Regions from separate parts of the Vulpes vulpes genome. Here region 1 is linked to region 2. The links are chromatin contacts, called in public Hi-C maps. All regions are on one chromosome and are shown on one strand. Each heading gives the region's core, a stretch centred on a gene start, on an enhancer-like site or on the middle of the called end of the contact. The rest is flanking DNA. Distances are from core to core; before and after follow the strand shown.

The links. A called contact is a pair of places that touch in the nucleus more often than the background predicts.
Region 1: a Hi-C map of skeletal muscle shows a contact between it and region 2, with 4 times the contacts expected there. The contact joins the promoter of AHI1 here to the promoter of MTFR2 in region 2. A contact is called at or near these places in 2 of 3 Hi-C or Micro-C datasets (both in skeletal muscle).

The regions. Positions count from the first base shown.
Region 1 is chr1:93,427,468-93,430,253 of VulVul3, reverse strand. AHI1 (Abelson helper integration site 1) reads right to left here and starts at 1,532. Exons shown (of 27, transcript XM_025997872.2): 1 at 1,317-1,532; 2 at 474-536.
Region 2 is chr1:92,813,115-92,816,061 of VulVul3, reverse strand. It overlaps MTFR2 (mitochondrial fission regulator 2), which reads right to left and starts at 1,406. Exons shown (of 7, transcript XM_025997879.2): 1 at 1,063-1,406; 2 at 336-452. The coding sequence starts at 398.

The DNA of each region.
Region 1 (2,786 bases), core at 283-2,782, 610 kb before region 2:
TCTCTAAACATCTGATTATCGGCCAATAAATGTCTAAAGATCAAGGGGAGAAGCTATAGAGGCCTGGATAATTCACCTTTTAACCAAATGTTATAGCACAAGGGAAAAAAAAAAAAGGAACAAACAAAAACCCTGTATGCATAATTCAACTAATCAAATAGTCTCCATAAGTAAACAAGATTCTAAATATGGTTTTAAAAAACTCTGGGTGTTGGGATTTTTCAAAAATATTTCTTAGAAATCGCCCAGCGTTCTCAAAACGAGCAATCTTTTCCCAGGAAGTCCAAGCAAGTTAATGCAACAGGTGAAAAAAATGTTAGCATCCTTTTCTCAAAAAAGTAAAAGCCATATACTCCAGTGAGTCTATGATTTCACAGAGATGCTGGAATACAGCACGACCACCGGTAGCGGTTCTAAACAGGGTAATTTTTTCTATCTGTATGCGACCCTGATAAATGTAGCACACTGATCACCTTTTCTCGGATGTAATTAAGAAGGCATTTCACAGATTCGAAATTCAGCACCAGGTTGACACCCTAAAAGGAAATAAACGGAGTTAGTGCGTATCCGACTTAAAGGCTCTAAAGCCAGAACCCGGAGTGGGCGGGGCAAAGACCGCATCCCTCCGCGGGGGGTGTGGACGCCGCGCCGAGCACTAAGGCGGCCGCAGCCCCGGGAAAGGCGCGGGAACCAACTCGGCGGTGCTCTCTGGAAGCTACACCGCAGGGCTCCGCGGCCCTCGGCGGCCCCGCCCCGGCCCCCGGCGCGCCAAGCAGCGCTCCCCCTCCCCCGAGCCACCGCCCTCCACAGGGCCGGGCAGGCCAGGCGCCAGGCCCGGGTCCGCTACCCGCGGGCCTGCGGCGTACTCACGGACAACGGAGCCCAGAGCGGCCGACAGCCCGTCCCGCCGGCGCCAACGCTGCGACTGCGCGAAGCGGCTCCCCACGCCGGGCGGGGCGGACGCCAGGCACTCGCGCAGCCGCCCACCCGCCAGCCGCTAGGGCTCTGAGAGCCGGCCTGGTGCCGCAGTGCGGGCAGCGCCCGCTGACGTCAGCACCTGCCTACGCCGCCGTCCCCGTGGCAACCGAAGCGGCCCGCCCTCCCGCCGGCCGCGGCCCCGCCCCCGCCCCGCCTGCGCCGCCGCCCCGAGCTCCTGCGCCCGGCGCCTGCGGAGCTGATGCGCGCGCCCGCCCGCGGGCCTCCTCGTGCCCGCGTAGACAGCGCGAGGCCGTGGCCCTCCGACGCCGGACTCCCGTCCCTGAGCGCGAAGGAGCCCTGCGAATGCGTAGTAGGGTCCGAGCCCATCTGGTCGTCACCTCGGAGAAAGCGTTCAGTCTCTCAGAACCGCAGCCGGCGCCGAGCGAGAGGGGCGCCCGCCCAGGCCGAGCAGCACGAACCAGGCCCAGCGGCCGGCGCGTCCCCGCCCCGAGGTGCAGCTCCCTTTAGGCGCGGAGCGTGGTCTTACTGCGGGCCAGCCCTGCGGGGGCGGCCGGTAATGCTGTGGCGCCGTTGCTGCGCTACGTGTTGGGAGCAGAACGGAAAGAAAACCCGCATCTTTTCTGTACCCGGTGCCCCCTCCCACCTTCTGTTTTCTGCCGCAGGCGCCATTTTTAGCTCTGAGTCACCGAGGATGGAAAAATACTACGGGTCCTTGCCCAGCTCCGGAATCTCCTGCGGTTGCAGTTGTGCCCGGCACTATGACCTGTTGCTTAGTCTGTGAAGTGAGAGTGTTGTGCATGTTTCTTCAGGGGCCAGCTTTTCTGTTTATATTAGCATCGCCGCGCTACAAAACATGTTCCATTTTGTTTCTCCAAATCCTGTGAAAATTGGGTGACAAATATTACCAATCCAGTGCATCTTAAACCGAGTTGTTCTGTTCGACTTCCCACCTGAAACCTACTGTTCTTTCTGGATCGCTGTTTCGATCAAGCCACCAGCATCCTCCCACTGTTCAGAATCCCTGCAGAGCATCCTAAATGCCTCTTACACCAAATTATATCCATTCTACTCTTTTAACACCTCCCATCTTAACACTTAGCCGTCTTGACTCCAGCTGCCTCATGCCAGCCTTCATCACTTCTATTGTGAGATGGCCTCTTTACCAGTCCCCTGATTCCAGTTTTGATTCCCAAATGCCATCCTCCATACTGCTACCAGAATGATCTCGCTAAAAGTGTGGATCTGATAATGCCACTGTCCTGAAAATTCTTCAAAGGATTAGCTGTAAGAGAAAATGTAGTTACTTTGCCTAGGATGTAAGACACTTCCATCTACCTGACTAGTTTCTTCTTTCATTGCCTCCTTTCAGTGCCATTCTTCAGCAATATTGAATTACGTGAAACATGCAAAAGAATCCATACCCTCTCATGTCCCTATTCTTGTACATATTGTTTCCTTTCTCTGAAAAAAATCATTTTTTTAAAAGATTTTGTTTGTTTATTCATGATAGAGGCAGAAACATAGGCAGAGGTAAAAGTAGGCTCCCAGCGGGGATCCCGATGTAGGACTCAATCCCAGGACCCCGGTATCAGGACCTGAGCCAAAGTCAGACACTCAGCCACTGAGTCATGCAGGTGCCCCATGAAAAATCTCTCCTTGTAAACTCTTACACTTCCATATCAGACCCAAACCTTGTCCATACTTGGAATCCATCTACTTTTTCCCCCCTAGAGCCCTGTTAAAGAGATGTAAGGAGCAATGAGCATGTAGTTCCTAGATCTTGGTTTCTAAACACCATTTTCTACTAAAAGAAACTAGACCCTCTTGGGGAAATGATTGATTCAGAA
Region 2 (2,947 bases), core at 157-2,656:
CCTTTTGCTCACATTTGACCTATCTGGTAAATAAGTTCCTAATAATCTTACCTTTTTTTTTTTTTTAAGTAAACTCTACCTCCAACATGGGGCTGGGACTCACAAGCCAGAGGTCAAGCAAGAGTCGCATGCTCTACCAACTGAGCCAGCAGGTGCTCCTAATCTTATCCTTTTTTTAGCTCAAACTACCAAAGGTATTCTATTGCAAACTCACCCTTTGTTATACCCAAAAGGAGGAACAACCTCACCTTAAATGTTTACATATAGATCATTTTCCAAATAAGACCCAACAACAAATACAATAGGTTGATTCAAATCCATTAAAAGACATTTACCTGATCTATGGGAACACCAAAATATTCCAGCATTTCTCTTAAGATATTCCATATGAGTGACATTGATGAAACAAATACATAAGCGAATTCAGGGAAACATTCTCAGTGTCTTGGTACCTTCAGGAAAAATAATTCAGAAAATATTACTCTCAACAAAAGCATAAAATGACTGCCACAAAACTGTATTAAGTAACCTGGAGGAATCCCTTCGTTCCACATTACACCATCAACTAATTTCTTTTGGCCAGTAGTATTTTGAAGGAAGTCAAAGATGAGGGGGAAGGGCTGGTAAGGGAAACTTCAATTCACCAGTTAAATTGCATTAAAAGTTCATAGGATGTTTAAGCCTTCATTAATGAATCTCAACCAACAAGAGATGGGCAGTTGGCAGGAAAGCCTTTTAGGTTAGTTGCGACCGCGAGGTCCCCGCTCTCCTGAAAGCTCTGGGCTGTGGCGAGGGAGTTCGGCTCAGCCTTGAAAGAAAAGGAGGCAGAGGGCCGGCTCAAGGCTTCTAACAAGTGAACAGCAGCTCTTCCTCTCACACGATCGGGGCACCATCCATCCTCCTCGTTCGTTTACGAGATAAGGAATATGAACCCCAGATATACGATGTGCTTAGTCACCAACTAGTGAGTAAGAGGCCGAGACTAGCGCCCCGCCGTGCCACTCGCTTGGGCCGCAAGCCTCCTCAGGGTCTCTCCTAACCCAGCGTGATCGCCTTGCTCACCCTCCTCCGAAGTCGAGCCTGCAGCCAACCACCGGAACATCAAGCTGCCTCGAGTCCGCAGTCTACGAAGCTGGTAGTGCGCTCGTCCGGCACAGGAGCCTCCGGACGTCAGCCCGTGTCTGCCCACGCGCCTGTTTGCAGCCCACAGACGGTAACGACGCCCCCACCGACCAGGGGCCGGGCACTGGAGCCCCCTCACTCAACCCGGGGGCTTCCGCAGCGGGCGCGGCCCCCAACTCGCGCTTCCCACCCACCCTGCCGCTGGCCCCCAGGACTGACGCCAGCTTCCGCGTTCCTGGACGAAAATCAAACTCCGCGGGCCAACCCCGTGCCCGACCTCATTGGGCAAGCCTGAAAACCGCTGCCTGTGATTGGCTGCGGAATGACGTCAGGCTAGTTACGGTCTTTAGGACGGGCTACTGGGATTTTTCCCGTCATCTTCTGGAGGGCGGTCCTCCCGCGAGGCAGCCAATAGAAGCCCAGAAGCAGCTGGTGGGCGGGGCGGGGCGGGGCGCGCGAGGTGATGGCGACGCACGCGCAAGACGCGTCCTTCGGTTCCTCCAGGCTGAGCTGCGCGTAGACCTTCCGGCGCTTACGAGCCCTTACGGGTTTTGAGCCAAGCGGTCAGTCCGGAGTTCGTGCCAGTTCGCAGAGAAAGTGTATCGTCCCTTCCACCCAGACCCTAAGCGGGGCCGCTCTCCCAAGTCCTCTTGCCGTGGGGTCGCTATCTTACCGTTTGATCGTTGCATTCAACGAACATCTATTACGTGCTTACGGGACTAGCAGAAGCTAATAAGCAGGCCTCGGGGAAGCCGTAGCTTCCCAGTACTTAGAACGTTCACTACCCAAACGCTCCTGGCTATCGAGGCTACCAGATAGGTGCCACACATTAACTGGGCCCAGCCAGAGGATACCAAAAGGGAAGCTGAGGGTATCCCCTGATCCGGGGAGGATATTCAATTTCTAAAATTCTGACCTGGGATTACTGGCTTCATAAAAGCTTCCCTTTTTTATGTATTTCAGGGAGGAATGCAATGAAGTGACGTAAAATTCAGTCAATTGCGCCCAGGGCAGTATTTTTAAACTAATTTCTCTATGGCCCACATTTATTCAACACTGAATGTCTGTTAAATGTGCCAGGCACACAAGGAACACAAAATGGGGAAGACCGGTAAGGTCCTTGCCCTGCATCCTGGTGGAGACGTTAGGCTCTCCCGGAGATACCTTTTTAAAATAATATCTCTCTCGGCACTTATTGCCATGTATATCCATGCTCCCCCCTATCGCCAAAACTAGAATGTAAACTCCACAAGTTACTTTTAGACCCATGTGGTTTCTATAGCGCTTTAGAAATACCTATGTATGGCAGCGCGGGTCTGGCTTAGTGGGGCATGCAAGTCCTCATCTCATGAAAGGTCATGAATGAGTTGGGCCTCTGCCTTGGTGTAGAGCTTACTTAAAAAAAAAAAAAAAGTAACAAAACACTCAGAAGAGTGGCTAGTATATACAATGGGCAATCAATACTTGGTTGAATAAAGTAACTGGATAGGAGATGAGGGAAAACAGACACCAGAAATGACTTTTAACTACAATTGGCAGACTACCTCTATGGTCCAAACTAGATTAAAGGATGAAATTAGGAGAAGGCTGTTGGACACTGTGTAAGTAGAAGGCAATTAGATTACAATCCTACATGCAATCAGTAAATTGCAATTTTCTCAAGTTCCTTGTTCTTCCCTTTTGCCCTCGTTAAGTAAATAAATCATGATCTTGTAACCTCTTCCCTTTCCAGTCTTATCAAACAGCACCTAATTAAGGCCAGAACACTTCCCTTGAGAACATCAGAATAGGAACAAGCACTAAAGCTGCCTTCACCCCTCCCCTT